4 separate regions of the Mus musculus genome follow, and all the other regions are linked to region 3. Evidence: chromatin contacts called from public Hi-C, HiChIP or PLAC-seq and promoter capture Hi-C data. All regions are on one chromosome and are shown on one strand. Each heading gives the region's core, a stretch centred on a gene start, on an enhancer-like site or on the middle of the called end of the contact. The rest is flanking DNA. Distances are from core to core; before and after follow the strand shown.

Evidence for each region. Promoter capture Hi-C pulls out the DNA fragments that hold promoters and counts their contacts. Hi-C and Micro-C count contacts between places; a contact is called where the count stands out from the background. HiChIP or PLAC-seq counts read pairs in DNA pulled down with a chosen protein or histone mark.
Region 1: a contact with region 3 is called in a Hi-C map of embryonic stem cells, with 2.8 times the contacts expected there. The contact joins the promoter of Dennd2a here to the enhancer-like site in region 3. A contact is called at or near these places in 4 of 39 promoter capture datasets (cranial neural crest, embryonic stem cells, hippocampal neurons and 1 more), 3 of 484 Hi-C or Micro-C datasets (all in embryonic stem cells) and 3 of 115 datasets of contacts at active chromatin or transcription factors (bone marrow-derived macrophages, embryonic stem cells and pancreatic cancer cells).
Region 2: a FOXA1 HiChIP or PLAC-seq map of pancreatic cancer cells shows a contact between it and region 3. The contact joins two enhancer-like sites. A contact is called at or near these places in 1 of 39 promoter capture datasets (3T3-L1-derived adipocytes) and 1 of 115 datasets of contacts at active chromatin or transcription factors (pancreatic cancer cells).
Region 4: a contact with region 3 is called in a promoter capture Hi-C map of embryonic stem cells, with 2.8 times the contacts expected there. The contact joins two enhancer-like sites. A contact is called at or near these places in 2 of 39 promoter capture datasets (embryonic stem cells and liver).

The regions. Positions count from the first base shown.
Region 1 is chr6:39,555,331-39,559,940 of GRCm38.p6, reverse strand. Dennd2a (DENN/MADD domain containing 2A) reads left to right here and starts at 2,107. Exons shown (of 19, transcript NM_172477.4): 1 at 2,107-2,366.
Region 2 is chr6:38,822,743-38,826,918 of GRCm38.p6, reverse strand. All of the region lies in intron 1 of Hipk2 (homeodomain interacting protein kinase 2), which reads left to right. Among named protein-coding and RNA genes, the nearest start is that of Hipk2, 51 kb to the left of the region's middle. Within about 2 kb of position 2,793, at least 37 of the 459 cell types and tissues checked have an H3K27ac peak or open chromatin away from gene starts, as enhancers often do. A contact at or near this core is called in pancreatic cancer cells, where this site is marked.
Region 3 is chr6:39,265,822-39,270,548 of GRCm38.p6, reverse strand. It overlaps Gm26008 (a long non-coding RNA gene), which reads left to right. Exons shown (of 6, transcript XR_001785221.2): 4 at 1-5; 5 at 4,040-4,216. It also overlaps the pseudogene LOC115490450. Among named protein-coding and RNA genes, the nearest start is that of Gm34147, 2.6 kb to the right of the region's middle. Within about 2 kb of position 1,353, at least 39 of the 459 cell types and tissues checked have an H3K27ac peak or open chromatin away from gene starts, as enhancers often do. A contact at or near this core is called in embryonic stem cells and pancreatic cancer cells, where this site is marked.
Region 4 is chr6:39,756,388-39,760,799 of GRCm38.p6, reverse strand. No RefSeq gene overlaps it. Among named protein-coding and RNA genes, the nearest start is that of Braf, 33 kb to the right of the region's middle. Within about 2 kb of position 1,524, at least 24 of the 459 cell types and tissues checked have an H3K27ac peak or open chromatin away from gene starts, as enhancers often do. A contact at or near this core is called in embryonic stem cells, where this site is marked.

The DNA of each region.
Region 1 (4,610 bases), core at 858-3,357, 290 kb before region 3:
GGTTTCCTAAGGAGAGCTAGAGTGCAGTATTCCATGTGATAAAACTGTGGCCTGGGAATTGTCAAAGGACTGAGTCCTCAGCCCGTGCTTTGTCATGTCCACCTAAGATGCGACTGGCTATCTGAAAGCCAGACACTCAAAGGCTCCTAGGCTCTTATGTGCTTTGGGCTGGGGGAGGCAGCCAGCTGGGCTCTTGGCCCAGTTCCCATTGAACTTTGCCAGTTTGATGCTGTGGGGTACCCTGTGGCCCTGGGACTAATTAACCCCCAAGAAGCCAAGCCTTTGATCTTTATTTAGAAAGGGAGAACTTAGAAAGATGCAAACAAAGCAATACTTTGAATGCTAACACTTTAAAAAAAAAAAAGCTTACACTTGGCAAATGTCTGTTCTGAGAGTCTACAGTGCTTCATTGAAACGGGTGTGGCATGAAGAATTTAGGAAGGCCTCAACGATCTCCTGCAATGAGCAAACCCCTCAACTATGAAGGACATGCAACTTTGTTTCGCCTGGAACTTTAAGTCCCAGTTCCCTGGTGTCTGAAGTCCACTCTCATTACCATACCTCACCCCCTGCACACAGACTAGAGATCTCCTGCCTCAGTCTCCTGAGTGTTGGGTTACAGACATGCCTCGCCTGGTTTCCTCTTTATATGAAGCTCTAGTTTTCTTCTGAGGACCCACTTTGTGAAGTTGTAAGACTCTGGGTCTGTACCTATCCCACCCCCAACTGGCCACCCCAACCTAAGCTTTAGGCCATTAGGCTACTCTTGAAGGTCTCTAATAGCCAGGAAGGAGACTGGCTGGCACCTACCCTCAGGGCAGATAAATTGTCACTGTCAGGCCTGAGCACTTAGCATCTGGTGTTTCTCTGCTTGGACCCCTTTGCCTTTAGCATAATATTCAAATTCTGCCCAGGCCACTTGAATCCCTCCAGGCCTACCCATCGATCCTTATTCCCTCCCACTTAAGGGTCCCCCAAATACCATAATGTGACACCCCCACAACACCAGTCACACTCTTCCCTCTTTTCAGGCTGTCTTTTCTTGCCCTGTTTCTCCACCTTCTATAACTGATTCACTATCGCTGGTCACCAAAGCCCCAGAGAATGCCCCAGCCTGTGTTGGCTCCCTTAAGGCCCCCACAGCATTTTCAAGTGGACTCCAATTTGGCAATCCTTTTTTTTTTTTTTTTTTTAAGATTTATTTATTTATTATATGTAAGTACACTGTAGCTGTCTTCAGACACTCCAGAAGAGGGAGTCAGATCTCATTACGGATGGTTGTGAGCCACCATGTGGTTGCTGGGATTTGAACTCTGGACCTTTGGAAGAGCAGTCGGGTGCTCTTACCCACTGAGCCATCTCACCAGCCCCCCAATTTGGCAATCCTACTGTCTTAAAAACCTCCTGTGTGAGTGCTTTGACTGCACCCTGTGTACGTGGGACCGTGGGACCGTGGAACCGTGGGACCGTGGGACCGGTGTGCTGTAGAAAGCCAGTTCTCTGATCACTTTTCCTGACCAGGGCTTGGGACCCATTCTGTACCCTTCTGTAGGGAGGTGGGCCCCTGGATCCTTATGGCCCAGGCTCCTGAGTTGCTTAGGGGCAAATATGGACCCTTGGGTCCAAATAGCTTGTCTCATGACTGTGAGTTGTTGCTTATGGGCAAACTGGGCCTCGAAGGCCTATCTCATGACTGTCAGTTGCTTGGGGGCAAATGTGGAGCCCAATTCTGCCTGAGGCGTCCACCCTAACTGCTCAGAAACAAAGCAAGGGCAGGGAGTGTGGCTACGGCTTTGGTGCTGTCTAAATCTGGTTCTCGGCCCCTGGCTAAGCGCATCTCAAGAATGGACCTCAGTCGGGGTAGCAGAGAACCGGTTCGGCGATCTTCAGCACAGAAAAGGTTAAGCCACCGTCTCCCCCACCCCTCGAAAGGCGAGGGGGCGAGTGAGTGCGGCAGAAGGTCCTGTTTACCGTGGCTCCCCTCGGCGGCGGGCCCTGGGAGAGTGGTTGCTGTGGCAACCGGCCGGGCGCCCGCCAGCTGCGGATTAGCTCACTGGAGCCGCGGGATGGGTCGGGAGGAGGGGGCGCGCGTCACTGCAGACGGTCGCGGCGCAGCCCAGGGCAGAGGAAGGGGCCGCGCGCGCGGGAGGCCAGAGGAGACGCAGCACGCCTCCGAGGCCGGAGGCGGCGGGGACCGGACGGGAGCGCGCGCGGCGGGGACCCGAGGGGCTCGCGGCGGCCGGGGGAGGCCGCGCGGACAAAGGCGCGGAGGGCAGCGGGCCATGGCGCCCCAGGCCCCCGCCGCCCCTGCCCCGGGCGACCGCGAGTTGCGCCCCAGAACCCGCGGAGCCGACGCCCGTAGAGAGGTAGGGCTGGGCGCCGGAGTGCGGGCGACCTCGGGGGAGACCCGGGAGGGTACGCGCGGGGGCGACGAGGAGACTGCAGGCGCAAGCCGGGGCTCCTCGCAGGCGGCGCTGGGGACGCTTCAGCGGGGCCCTGGGGACCCGCGCAGGAAGCGATCCACAGCTCTTTCCCGGGTCGGGCTAACTTCAGGGCCGAAGAAACTTGCAGAAACTGGGCAGAGCCCGGCCCTGCGCTGTGCCGGAGCTCCCGGGCGGCTGTGAGTGAGTACGCGCGTGTGAGACCGAGTGTGTACGCTGGGGTGGGGGAGTCCAGGCGGCTCTAGTCGGGATTTGTCGTGGTGGAAAGTGGGGTACGTTGAAGTTTACTTCTCCCACTTTCCTCCCCAAGGATGGAGTTGGGAGTAGATGGAGCCCAGGGTAAGTCTCTTAACCACACAGGATATAGTCCTGTGCAGGAGAGTCACTGTGATATGGAGTCAGACCACTGAGCCAGAGGGAGCTCAGCGCCCGGAATCCTGTAGTGAGGGGCAGACACAGGAAGCTAAGGAGTGCCTTCCTTTGGCCCTGGATTGGAACAAGGAGAGAGCTGGGACCCTAATTTAACCAGCCTGCTGAGGAAGGAGCAGGCTGACTTCTGGCCGGGTGCTCTGATGGCTTTCAGGGTTGTGACTATAGCTCCCCAAAAGACAGGTAATTGTGGAGTGTGGTAATAGTGTTATAATAGGCACTTTACAGTAATTTGTTATGAAACACTTGCACCTGCTGTGGTTACTATAGAAAAGCCTTTCTCCTTCAGTACCAAACACCTGAAGAGTTGAATAGGCTCTTTAGGGAATGGACCACAGAGGAGAGAGTTGGAGATTCAGAGAGGAAGCAGAAGGCAAACAGAAACAGACAGTTTATTTATTTGAGACAGGGTCTCAGTATGTGACCCAGGCTGGCCTCAAACTTAAAGTCCTCCCTTTTGTCTTAACTCTCTAAATTCAGGATTACTGGTAGGCAGGCAGGCTCAGTTCAGGGACTTGTTTGTTTGAGGCAGGGTCTCAGGTAGCTTAGACAGACCTTGAACTTGATTTTGAATTAATTTTTTTAAATGTACTATATCTTTATGAGTTTCCCTGAATGTATGTCTGTACACCATGTTCATGCAGTGCCCACGGCCGCTCTAGTGCCTATCCTCTAGGACTGGAGTTAGTTACACACAGTTGTGGGCTGCTATGTGAGTGCTAGGAATTGAACCCAGGTCCTCTGGAAGAGCAGCCCGAGCTCGTGCTCTTAACTGATGAGCCATCTCTCTAGTCCCTGAGTCTACCTCCAAAACACTAGAATTACGGGAGTGTGGCACAAACCTTTATGAGATGTCTGGGGTCAAACCTGGGGCTTCCTGCTTGCTCAGTAAGTTCTCTACCAACTAAGCTATGTCTCCAGCTCTGAGACTATTTTTTAAATTAAAATAATTTTATTGCATTTTTATTTATTGTGTATGTGCTACTAGTCATGTATGTAGATCAGAAGACAATTTGTAGGAGTCAGTTCTGCCCTCCCATCGTGTGGGTGGTCAGGATTGAACTTTCAGGACATCAGGCTGAGCCAACTTGCCATTCCTCAGAGACTGTAAGGGATGGTAATAAGGGACTGGCAGAGAGCTTCGTGTCTGGATGTTCATTCTGGAAGATGCACCTGCCAGGTCTTACTTCACTCATATAAATGGGTCTGCGTGCTGGTGACTGGGGACATGTTGGTACCAGAAGCTACCATTCCAGTCTGGCCTGGCTATTCATGCTGTATGCTGTAGAACCAGGAGAATCCAGAGAGGATGCCTGTGGATGCCCTGGGAGTCACTCCACCATGAAAGTGCAGGGAAGGTTATCTGGGACAGAGGAGACAGCAAAGTCACCCAAAGGCCAGAGAGGCAGGCATGGGGGAGAACCCGTGTGTCTGCAGCATGGAGTCAGAGCCTCTCCCTTTCTTCCTGCCGCCTCCATTGTGCATGCGTCTGTCTGTCTGTCTGTTGTCTGTCTCAGCAAGGCAGGGCAAGGTGGAATGTGGAAGGAGGAGTTCCTCTGAGTAGGAATGATGGACCGGCTTTGTGTTTTAGAAAGCTCACTCTGGCCTTGAGGCCAGTGAGACCCAGGCTTTGCAGCCCTGTTGCATGGCAGTGGTAAGGCAAGAGAAATGGATGGGGTCTGGAGGTTGAAAAGTAGGCAAGGGTGATGGGTGTGGGCACGGGATGAGGTTACTTAAACT
Region 2 (4,176 bases), core at 1,544-4,043, 450 kb after region 3:
CAGGTAACCTGAAATTGCTTCACACTCTTTTAAAATACAAACCTGACACACAGGATAATTATTACAGTTATGAATATTCTGTAGTATATCAATGAAGAATTTTTTCTAATACTCTTCAATCCTCTGAGGCATTAAATAATCACAAGTTTATCAAGGGCTATACAAATTTTCCCTTATCTAGGTGTTTAAAAATTTCCATTTGATACATAATTCCTTTTAGGGGAAGAGTGGGAGGTTTTGAGACAGGGTTTCTCTGTGTAGCCCTGGCTATCTTCTGTAGACCAGGCTAGCCTCAGACTACCTCTGCCTCCCAAGTGCTGAGATTAAAGGCATACCCCACTACACTCAGCCATAGACATATATTTCTAACATTGATTTATAACTTATATCTTATGTGCAAAATATGATATAGAAGACAGGATATTCTATTAAGTATGGGAATGAATTATTTTTATTATGTATTATAGGGAAACAAAATAACATTGTAACTTTCATCAGATACTCATTATTCAGGCAGTATATGCCTGGAAGGTTTTAGAAAGTGAAGAGGTTAGTACCTCTCGTGGGGATCTGGACTCTATGCTCTTTAACTATGTAACTGGATTTTGAGTGGCAATCTATTTCATATCTGCCAAGCCTAAATTAAACCTTAAATACTGATAAAAAATGATGCCTATTTTTACTTATAATTCCTTCTCTTGAGCTTTGCTGAGTTCAATGAAACTGAGTTCAATGAAAAAAATTAATCATATATAACCCTCACTTATCCCTGTAGTTTCACCAGAGTCTGATCTTCCAGTAGATAATTTGGGTGGTGAAATGGAAAGGAAATGTACTCACATGTGAAGCAACTTTTAGTTCATCCAATTGTGAAATAAAAAGTTATGAAGAAACTAAGCAAATATGTTAGGAAAAATACACTAAGTAAGCCAGTCTTTTAACAAATGTCATTTTTAAATATAGTAGGTTAAAAACTCAAGATCATGAAAACTTTTAGCTTTTTAGGTGAGTATGACAACCAACACTTGTAATCCCAACACTGAGTTGAAGTGTTGAAGGCCAGATGGTCCTACTTGAAGCTAGCTTAGCTATATAGCAAGACCCTGACTCAAAGAGGCAGAAAAAGTTGCCTACAACTCTGAAAGGGTTTCTCATTAAACCTTCAAGACTAAGAAAGACAACGAGCCACAGAGTTGTCCAGGCTTGAGCTTCAAATCAGGGTCTGATTTTGCCCCTATTCCAGGAGCCCACACCATGACCTGATGTCACAGCTTTCAACTCATCCCTGTGTGAGGAGATTGTGTGGGGCATGTGTTAATGGGATGAGCATACCACGATAATCAGACTCCCAAAGACACTTCTCCCAGAGCCACATGTGCACTGGTGCTTGCTAATTTACAATCTGAAGAATGGTCCATGATTTTATACAGAGGCTGGAGTCGAGTGTGATGGAAGTTTGTGGGCATCCATGGCACCCATGAAAAGACTACAAGGCAGATGCTTTGAAACCCGGGTTTATTGTAGATACGTTTTAATGTGAAGTGGGCATTTGCGGGGAACCTAAAGAGCAGTTCATCTTCATTGTTTAAACATGCAGGTTACCAAAAGGCACTTGAAACCTTTGGGACCTGGGTTTGTTTGGTACATAAGACAGTTTTGTCTTTGTTGTAGTGATAAGGAATGACTTAAAATGTTCACTGTCATTCTGTGTGACTGTTTTTAATCAGGTTTATAGGCACTACTTTTTATTTGTCATGAAGTGAGGAATTTATTGCATACAGTTGAGATGTAAGTTAGCTACATTTCTAGTGAGTTTGTAAGTATATCTCTTTTATTGGTAGTTTGTCCATAAGCCCAGAAATATGGAAAGATGTGTTCAATGCTCATGCCTTTGGCCTGCTTAAGAGCCAGAGGCATGGTAGTGAGAATACTCCTTTGTAGACACTTCACCCTATGTATCAGCAATCACTGGATATACAGCCATTATGTAGGGTTTTATCTTGAGAGGCCACCGAGGCTTTTATAGAAAGGTCTGGATGGGCTATACCTCTAAGGAGCAGGTGTAATTATTGCAGATTTATTGTGTTATTCCCTGGGTCCTCCATACTGCCCTTCAGGGAGTTAAACCTATCCTTGCTAGTAGGGGTCAGAGCCACGTTTTCTTCTAAGAGCCCAAGAGGAGACACGGAGATTGAAATTTTATATAGGATCAAACTGAAGATGTCCAGTCAGCGCCTGCCATTTCTGAGGGGAAGTTATTACTATTATTATTTGTGTGTATAGGAGGTCAGTAGTCCTTGAAGAGTACAGGGGTCAAACCATAAAGAAATGAGAGGAAACATTTAGCTTTTCCTTTAGAGTGGAAAACATACAGGTCTCCCCCACCTCTTCCCTGTCCCTTGCCTTAGGGATCTGAACAAATGGAATGGCAGGGGTTGTGGGCTTAACAAAGAGAGCTAAACTAACCAGGAAGGGTTGTTCCAGAAAAGACTTCCAAGGAGAGATGTTTAGACATAAGTTTGATTATGGATGTGAGATTATTTTAAAATGAAGCTACAAACTGCCAGTGTTTTGTTCCTTATAAAGATTTTAGGGCTTAAAAAAATCATCCTTAGTGACTTTCTTTAGCTATATTTTGTTTGAGCATTCTCCTTCCCACATCCACAGGAAGATGGACCATGCCATAGAACAAAGGTAAAAAGGTTGTTGGAAATGTTAGTTCTAGTTCTTGGAATAGTGGCTGTTGACCTCAGCAGTGACCACAGCAGCCCCAGCCAGAGTCTGAGGCAGCTGCTGGCCACAATGATGGGTATAGAGAGGTTCCAGCCATGCAGGTCTCCTTGCTGATCCTGGGCATCTGTCACCCAAGGCAGCCAGTGATTATTTCAACAGTTTATGACCCTTGGCTATCATCCCAATAACAAATAAGTCATAAGCTACCCTCTTCCCCTTTGTAAAATTCCACTCTGCAATGTGGCCTCTCTACCAAGAACTTCTAAAACACTGAGGACAGGGACCAGTGCCTCTGAAGCTCTGTGTGTAATCAGCTTATTTCTTCTTTTCCCCTCCTACTCTCCCTTTCCTTAGTAACTTGAGTGAGAAGCAGGAGACAGTCAAAGGACAGAGCTGAAGTAGATAGATGTTAATTTTGCTTAGTCTCTTCTGTTCATAGGTAGCTTAAAGCCAAGGATTGCTCTCTTCTGTATTACTTCAAGGGTATCAGACCTTTTGACATTGTAACAAAATGCCATTTGCAAATGTGTTGGAGCAAATTCATTAGTGTACTGGAACACATGAAGCCAGCAGGCCACAGGTTGAACTTGTCTGGCTTATAGCATGTGTAACTATATGAATATTTAAGTGATATTAGTAAGTAGAGAATAACTACTTTTTGTGCTATGGTATTAGGAAAATATTGACATAAAAGTAGGTGAAAAGTATGGTTGCATAACAAACCAAAATAACCATGTCAAACAGTAATCATGTCAGACATACACAGGCATATTAGTCATAGTGCCCAGGTGAACATACACAGACATACAGACATACAGACATACAGACATACACAGGCATATTAGTCATAGTACCCAGGTGAACCTTGGAGTCAGCTTTCAAACCAGAAGGGAAGTCTCACCGTAAAGGCAGATTCAGAGGAGAGTTTAGGCTAAGACCAGACCTGCCTCCAGGACGTCAGAGCACATGCTGCCATAGCACAGGCAGAGCATGACTGTCCAGCCAGCGCAGGAGCCGAACAGCCTCTGCCTTGGTATTGTTTTTCATTCTAGAGTATTTGTTTTGAGTCAGGGTCTTTTTTCTTCCTCCTCCTCCTCCTCCTCCTCCCCCTGCTCCTTCTTCTCCTCCTCTTCTTCCTTTTTTGTTTTTTTCGAGACAGGGTTTCTCTGTGTAGCCTTGGCTGTCCTGGAACTCACTCTGTAGACCAGGCTGGCCTCAAACTCAGAGATCCGCCTGCCTCTGCCTCCCAAGTGCTGGGATAAAAGGCGTGCGCTACCACGCCCGGGTTGAGTCAGGGTCTTAATGGGTGGTCCAGAATAGTCTCCAGTTCTTAAATCCTCTCTCTTAGCCTTTCAATCACTGAAAGTTTAGTCATGTACACCATATCTGGTCTTCTCCCTTGCGTCTTAAAAAAGTCTTTATTTGGGTTAAATTGGGCCTCTA
Region 3 (4,727 bases), core at 104-2,603:
TAGAGGTATTTATTTTAGATTAATCACACCAGGAGGTGCATAACCATTGTACTAACAGGGACACTCAGTTTGATCACTTGGGTGGGTGTGGCCCGCCAGCTCTCTCTGTTGGAAAGGGAATTTATTCCTTTGGTAATTTCTGCATTGTCTGGAAGTGCTTCTTTAGCCAACATATTTTGCTCTCTAGTAACCTTCCATAATCTTTGCCCAAGTCGTTTATGTCACCAGGGGCTACATAGCCGTGATTTCCAATTTTAATATTTTTATTAGCATGTACTAGTGATACATGACCATGGGTTTCCTTACGGCATTTTCATGCACGTGCATACTGTGTTTCCGTGGTCTTTGGCACCCCCTTACTTCTTGTTCACTCTTCTCCCTCTCCTGCTGATTCCTTTCCTTAACCAGTTCTTATCCTATTTCCCTGTCGCGCGTGCGTGCCTGCGTGTGTGTGTGTGTGTGTGTGTGTGTGTGTGTGTGTGTGTCCCAATTGTTTGTGGGATTTGGAGCGCCTTATCAATGGCTACAATACTAAAGAAAATGTCTCTTCCTGCCAGCATCCCATAACTGCGTATAGATCTTCAGGGAGGGTGGAGGCTCGTAAGTCCCTCCCTCTTCTTGACTGATGTGGACAGGGCCCAATCAGTACTAAATTGCTAATAACCATCCTTGGTCAGGCCAGGGATGTGGCAAGAAAGACTTCTTCCACATCAACCGGAAGCCTCTCCTGGGACAAGGGAATTGAGTGGTAGTCCTGGATTTATTTGGATGTCAACTTCAGCAGGGTGGGCCAGCAACAACTTAGCAGGGGTAGGGGAGGTGGCAAGGTAGGGTGAGGGTAAGGGCGAGGGTGAAGGTGAGGGCGAGTGTCAGATGTACCTTTGCCCAGGTAGTCAGCTGGGAAAGCAGAGACACCGGGCCAAGCTGGAGGTCGTGACCGCCTGGAGAAAAGACCTCCCCTTTCTGATTTACACAAAGGTTCCCCATGAGTTTGCGGGAGCCTCCACTGGTCTGAAAGTGTTCCAGGTTCAACACCGAGGGCTTATTATCTCAATAAGAAAAAGCTGCCTCTTCCCAACAGGAATTTCCAGTCGTGGTTATTAGCCTAGGTGTGACCCAAAGGTAAGAGTCATCGAGTTTCTCCTCAGCTCAGGTTCACCCCACAGTCTGTTCCCTGGTGCTTTTCTTAGCTTTTCTTAGCACAGCCTTTCACCCGTCTTTTTTTTTTTTTTTTCTTTCTCCACTTTGACCTCAGGGTGTCAGCTTCAGGCTGTGTTTAGTCTTAATGCCAGTACCACAAGTCTCTGGTCTTTCCTCCCCTCCCCCTTCCTTCTCTCTCCCTGGCTTAGAAAGAAGTGACTAAACGAGTCCCTCCCGAGGTGAGGTGAGCTCTCTCCCGGGAGTCACAGGGTGGGGTGAGGTGGGTGACATCAAGGGAAAGGGAAAAGGAAAAACAAATAGAAGCAGATGTCTCTGCAGCCCAGGTCCTGGCCTAGGGGATCATGGGGGCACAGAGGAGGTGGGGGGGGGGCGGGGTAGGGACAGGGATGGCAGCTGATAAGTGTTTCCAACCTGGGCCTGGACTCCCTGGAGCCTGAAGCTAGCTGGGCTTCTTAGTCCTTACCTCTCCACGGTCACCTGATTCCTCTTCCAGGGATAGGCCAGTGGCCCTCTCTTCCCTTCCTCCTTATGTGGATTGAGGTCATTTGTAGCCACCCTCCTTTGAGCCAGTGAACACCACATGTTTAAAGTGTGTGGAAACAACTATGGACCAAGTCTGCTGTGTCACCAGGAAACACTGGGTTCCCTTTGCAGGTTCTCAGTTTCATAGACGAGATAATTAAAAATGGATACAGAAAAGAACTCACCAGTTATTATGCCTAAGGAAAACAAACAGCCAGACAGTGGAGGTTGGGATCCTTGAAGCTGCATGGAGCACAGAGCCAGAAGGAGCTAAGCCTGCAGGCTCAGCAAGGAGACCTTACACCTGTGGGGGCTTTGGGTTTAAGTACTGTCATCCGTACAGGGATAGTGCTTCCATTTTAAAATGTTTATCTTCAAGTGTGGTAGCATAATGAACAGGCATTCAATGCCATCCACAGCTGTCCAGTGAGTGTGGGGATACAAAAGACTGTCCCAAAGCAAAAAGGAAAGCTGGGTGCAGTGTCGCACACCCAGCACTCAGGAAGCAGAGGCGGGTAGATCTCTGTGAATTTGAGGGCAGCCTGGTCTACAAAGTGAGACCCTGTCTCAAAAAACAAAATGATGATGATGATGGTGATGATAGTCATTCCTGACCCCACACTGGCTTCCTGCTTGTGTTTACTCCATTCCTGTCAGTGGTGGTATGGGATTGAAGATTTAGCTTCACTTTAGCTATCAACTGTGGCAGCCATTTTCTCCCCTTTATAGAGCTCCCCTCCCTTACAGGGACCTCAAACCCAATTATAATCATCACAGCAGGAAAGAATTTTGGACAAGGCCAGCATGAAGCAGAGATAGAGTTTATTTCATTTGAAACCTGGCGTCATGTAGCCCAGGCTGTCCTCAACCTTGCTATGTATCAGAGTTTAACCTTGACTTTCTGATCCTCCTGGCTCTCCCTCTCAAGTGCTAGGATGACAAGCATATACCATCATGCCTGCTTTTATGGGGTGTAGAGTTCAGACCCAGGACGTTGCACTTTCTAGGTTAGCACTCTACCACCTGAGCTATAGCCGCAGCATCACAGCTCGGATTTAGTTTGTTTAGCTGTTGAGACAGGGTCTCACTGTGTGTCCCTGGCTGGTCTGGGACTCACAGAAATGACCTGTTTCTGCTTCCTGCATGCTAGGAATAAAGGTGCTTGCTGCCATTCCTTACAGAGTTTATTAAATAGCACAGATAGATAGATAGATAGATAGATAGGTAAATAGATAGAGATAGATAAGATATAGATATGTTTTTCTGAGCCCTGGCTGTCCTGGAACTAGTTCTGGAGGTAGTGGCAGCAGATAGACTCTGGAGGTGGAGTTCCAGGCAGTTGGGAGTTGCTTGACACGGGGGATGTTGGACTCCTGGCTGCAGGTGGAGTATGTGAGCCATTTCCCCAGACTCTTTATAAAACATTATTTAAACATACTTAAGAGCAGAGGTTAATAGAGAGGTGCTTAGGACAAAGGGTCGAGTCCAGCTGGCTTAACAATACTTACATGTAGGATTCTGGTTGTTTCGAAAGTTGTTATTTACAAAGTTTGCTAAGAAATGTAAATGAAATCTCAGGATGGACAAAGGTATGCCAGACAGGATTGTACTTGACACAGGGAAGCAATAGGATGCCTCACTGTGAATTAGTTAATAATGTTTTTAAATTGGCTGTGTATATATGTGTGTGTGTGTCTATCTATCTATCTATCTATCTATATCTGCACATGCATGAGGAGGTCAGAGGTCAATTAAAGGAGTTAATTCTATATTTCTACCATGTCAGTCCAGGTGATAGAACTTGGGTTGGCACCTTTACCCACTGAGCCCTTTTGCCAGCATAATATAATGTAATGTAATATAATGTAATATAATATAATATAATACAATGTTTTGTATGTGGAATTCTGGGAAAAAATCTAGGAGAGGAGTAAGGTCCTACCTGAGGTCATACAGATGCAGGCCTTAAGCCAGGTTTGTTGTTATTTTAACATTCATATCTGAAAGTATTTCTATATAAAAGAAATACTTCCTCTGGTGGTAACAATATAACAAATGTTGATAACCAGGAAGGTTTTTTGTTTTGTTTTGTTTTTTTGTTTTTGTTTTTGTTTTTGTTTTGTTTTGTTTTGTTTGAGACAGGATTTTTCTGTGTAGACTTGTCTGTCCTAGAACTCTCTTTGTAGACCAGGCTAGCCTTGAACCCACAGACAACCACCTGCTTCTGCCTCCAGGGTGCTGGGATGTGCCACCAAACTTGATAGCTGGAACTCTTGATTCTCAACTAGTTAGAAGCTTCAGCCGTACTATCGAGTGAGGAATTAATTTTTCTTGTCTTTCCTGTCTCAAAACCTAGGCATCAACTCCACATGCTGCAAGTAGTCTCCAGCCACAGGAAGTCAAGACACAGGAAGTGCAAAGCCAGGTCCTACACTTACCTTCCTGGTGTCTTTAGCAAGGACTGCTGTATCTCTGTGCTCATTTCTCCTGAACTGGTTGACCCCTACGTCCCTAAATGATGTTTGGAGCAGAGGTGTGCATGCTCTCTCTGTTTCTGTCTCTGTCTCTGTCTCTGTCTCTGTCCCTCCCTCCCTTCCTCCCTCTCTCCCCCTCTCTCCCTCTGTCCCACTCACTAGCTTAGGAATAGCAGGACTGCTGACTGATGCTAATCCTAGAGGCCTTCTTAACCCATTTTGGAGTCTTGACTGTTCTATCCTAGCTAATGTGAAGTGCAGGCAGGGCTATACAAAGATGAGCTTGTGGAACCTCCTAGGAAGGATGCCCACAAAGCCAAGCAGGGGAGAGAGATTTGGGTGCAGAAAGCTGAATGTGGAAAGGGCTGGGTTGGTAAACGCTAAGAAGGAGGCTAAGGCAGGGAAGCAGGATGAGGCCTAGGGAGAGGTTGCAAGGAAATACAGTTGTGGTGCTCAATTTGGCAACACATATACTAAAATGATAGAGAGGATTAGCACAGCCCCTGTGCAAGGATGACACGCACATTTTTGAAGTATTTTATTTGTACATATATTTTTAAAGTTAATTAC
Region 4 (4,412 bases), core at 275-2,774, 490 kb before region 3:
GGTAGGGTGTAGCAACTCCCCCTAATTGTGGTTACACGTATCACTGGGTAAAATCACCCCATGCTTCACCCCCTGCCAGGGCTCTACACAAACTGTGGACACTTTGCGGTTGATTGCTCTACTTTGCCTGGTCAAAGTAAGATCAGTTTTCCCAAGTTCCTCTACAGGAAAAATCTCAGACCTGGGTCTGACAGCCAAAGGCCCATGCTGCTCCGTTTTGACAGCTGAAACTGAGCTGTTATGCTCTATGACAGCAGAAGACCTGTGACTACTGTCCCCAGTAAAACTAGGAAGGCCACCAAGAGCCTAGGAGACTCACCTTAGGGAATGGGGAAGTCTCTGTCATTTAAATGATGCATAGTCATTTGGATTATCCTTCCAGCTGCAATTTATCGGTCTCAGATCTCTGAGCACATGGACTGACTGTACCTTTAACAGCAGTAAGCTTTACCAGCTCCTTCCCCCAAGGCTGCAGCTGCCTTCTCACCTCTGAGCTCCTCTGTCTCAGCCCTTACTCACTTGGGACCTTCTAGGTGTCCAGCTGAGAAAGACTAAACAGTTTACTTCGCTCTAGACCCTAGACTCTAAAACAGGACTAAATTCATAAAATAGGTTTCAAGGTAACTTTTCTACTATTCTTTTATTTAAAGGAGCCTGCTTTATTATAGTGACCGCTCAATTATCAGCCACTTTTAAAGAAGTGTTTGTGAGAATTACAAAGGCCTAAGGACGTGATTTAAGGTATAGAAAATGCTTCAGATCTCTTTCCCGCTCCATATTGAAGCTTAAAAAGGTCAAAGCCTTGACGTTAATCAACAGCGTCTGATAAGCTATTAGTCGGGCTCTGGTAAAGCACTGCTGATGCTAATGCTATTAAGCACAAGCTTAACTTTTAAATTTTCCTTTAGTTGTCTTTTTTAAAAAAATGTTTCACATTGTGCTAAAAACATGTGTCTGACCTGTCCACACCCAGCCTTCTGGACAGAAGAAAGAGTGTTCACGCTTTGAACCTAAAATCATTGTGGGGTCCCAAGCTACGAGTCAAAAGTATGAGTCTCCTTACTGCCTTTTGAACAATGTGAATTTCAGTCCAGATTGCAAACAGTGGCAATGCTAACATATCTAAAACTTTGCCTCTTTTTGAAAAATGAAGAAAACAAAAAACCAAACCAAAACAAAACAAACTCTTGTAGCTTCAGGGAATCATTTTGGATCCATGTCTCATAGGTCAAACAGATTTAAGTAATCCTGACAGCCTAAGTTTTTCTGTCTACTAACCATTCCTTAGGGTGGGACTCTCTCCAGGTCTTGGGACTCTCCTCCCCCAACTACCAGTTTTCAAATGTACACTCAAGATTAAAAAAAAAAAAATCGAAACCCCTAAATTTTACTTTCTCTCCAAAACTACCCAATTTGTCCCAGCAGATTTCAAATCAACTGCTGGCTGCCCCAGCACAAACTCCAGATGTTCCCTCACAATCTGTATCTCCGAAAGCTTCGGAGCCACTCGCCCCAGGTGATCCAGCCTCTCAGGCGGCTCCCAAGTAGCCTGCACTCCCTAGCCCCGGGTGGGACAGCAGAGCCTGGCCAGTGAGTGAAACAGCCGGCTCTTCCTGGAATTGGTCAGCATTCCAGCTTCCATTGGTCCCCCAAACAAGGACGCCCCAATGTCAACAGGAAGTAGTCCTAGAGGAGATTACAAATCACTCCTTATCTATTTATTATCAACAAAAGGCTGGGGTGTTAGGTTTTAAACTTAGGACAAATGGCTGAGGTGCCTATTTAACACATCAAACTGAGCCCTGGCTGCCAGGTTCTCCTGACATCTCTTAGTCCCTCCCTGTTACAAGGCCCTCCAGGCTGATGTACCCCGCCCCCACCCCAAATTGCGGCCCTAGGTGCTGAGCTGTTCCTCCCTATGTAGTCCAACTATTTCGGTTACCCACTATTTTTTGTACCTTTGGGCCTCCTGGCTGCTGCTGTACCTGGTCCCCCTCGCTCCCCTCTCCCAACAAAGCACAGCTCAGTCTGGTCAGGTCCACTCTGGACTCTCTCAGAGCTCCCCACCTCCAGCTATGCTCTCTCTCCATACCTAGGAGCAGTCATGGCTGTTAACAGACCTTGTTAGAGGTCTGTCTAAGCTCCAACCCACAGTTACCTGGCAACAGCCAGGTATGTTCCTCCCCATAGTTACCAGGCCTAAACCATCATGAGAGGGGCTGCTTGCCCCCTCCTCCCTCTCTTGTTTTCTTGCTCTCTTTTGCTCTCTTGCTCTTCCTCTTCCCTTCCCATTCCCTTCCTCCCTCTCTCCACGTGCTCATAGCCACGACCAGCCTCTTCTTCTCTTCTTCCCTTCCCTTCCCTTCCCCTCCCCTCCCCTCCCCTCCCCTCCTCTCCTCTCCTCTCCTCTCCTCTCCTCTCCTCTCTCTCCTCTCTCTCCTCTCCTCTTCTCTTCTCCTCTCTCTCCTCTCCTTCTCTTCTCTTCTCTTCTCTTCTCCCCTCCCCTCCCCTCCCCTCCCTTCCCCTCTCTCTCCTCTCCTTCTCTTCTCTTCTCTCCTCTCCTCTCCTCCCCTCCCCTCCTCTCTCTCTCCTCTCCTCTCTTTCTCTTCTCTTCTCTCCTCCCCTCCCCTCCCCTCCTCTCTCTCTCTCCTCCCCTCCCCTCCTCCCCTCTCTCTCCCTTTCTCTGCCTCTACTATCCTCTTAATTCCTTTCCCCATGCCCTGAATAAACTCTATTCTATACTATACCATCCTGTGGCTGGTCCCTCAGTGGGAAAGGATGCCTTCCCCCATACCTCACCACACATCCATAGAACATATTTTTTTCTCTCTTTATCTTTTTTATAAACACATCAATAGCCTTTCTTTTCTTTCTTATTTATTTATTCATTCACAAAACAACAAAAATTAGAAATTTGCTTGGTACCATGACACATACCTTTAATCTCTGCACCTTTGTAGGCAGAGGCAAGGGGATCTCTATGAGTTCAAGGTCAGTCCTAGGCCAGAGGACCTTACCTGAGAGACCTTAACTAAAAAGAGAACAATAAAGCTAGAAAGAGATCTACCACATTATCCAGTTATACACTCTTGGACATACACCTGTTGTGAATGACTGCCATTTTGGAGCATTCAGGGGTACTCCCTCACAAAAGATTGTCCTATCTGGGCTTGTTGATGGTTTACAGCCCCACGCAAAGGGGCAGAGTCATTTTGAGCATGAGATTCCCCCCCCCCCAAGTACCCAGCTGCTCTATACCACCTCGCAACTCTGCATGAGGCTTGGGGATGGGGCCAGGGTATATACAGGCCAGGGAAGACTAGAGAGGCTCCATCTATACAGCAACAATGAAGCCTTGTCCCTGCTGAGTAAGGTTTTTTGAGTGTAGTCAACTGGGGGAGGAGAGCTCACACCCCATAAGTAACCTATTATTTAAGGAAGCCCAATAAAATCATTAGTTCCCCAGAGTGAACTTTGGTTTGTGATTGAGACCTTAGGAAGGGACACTCTTTACATCTAACCCCTGGGAAGAAATGTTAGCAACAATACACCAAATGACTCATAACCTACCATAGAAATACCTGCTCACCCATGTTCGTTGCTGTTCTGTTCACAGTAGCCAGGAAGTGGAAATAGTCTAGATGTCCACCAGCTGATGGATCAATAATGGAAATGTGATATGTTCACACAACAGAACATTAGCGGTTAGGAAAAATGAAGTTTGAGGTTAAGTGGATGGAACTGGAAATAGTTGCTCTAAATGAGGTAACTCAGGCCCAGAAAGATAAATGCCACATGTTTTCTCTCATATATGGATGCTAGATTTTTTTTTTAAAGATTTATTTATTACTATATGTAAGTACACTGTAGCTGTCTTCAGGCACACCAGAAGAGGGAGTCAGGTCTTGTTACGGATGGTTGTGAGCTACCATGTGGTTGCTAGGATTTGAACTCTGGACCTTCGGAAGAGCAGTCGGGTGCTCTTACTCACTGAGCCATCTCACCAGGCCAGAAGCTAGATTTTTAATTTTGGATATGTGTGTTCAAAATTATAAAGTGCCCGTAAGAAGTCAGGAAACTACTCAGGGGCCATAGTGGAAGCCTGTTGATGATCTAGGACACAGGTGGTATGAAGAGGGACAGGGGAATATTGTAACATGAAGGGGTAAGCAGGGCGGGCATGGTAGGGCAGGAAGAGGAGGCAGGATAGGGAGGGATAACTGACACTATAGACTTTTGAAAAGTCCCCTTATTTTTTGAGACAGGGTGCCTTTCTTGGACACAGAGCTCACCAATTAGTGTACTGCCGTGCCCCACCTTTACACGGGTGCTCAGGATCCAAACTCAAGTTCTCAGGTTTATGTGGCAGGTACTTTATCCATTTAATCACCTCTCCAGCCCTACCAACACTT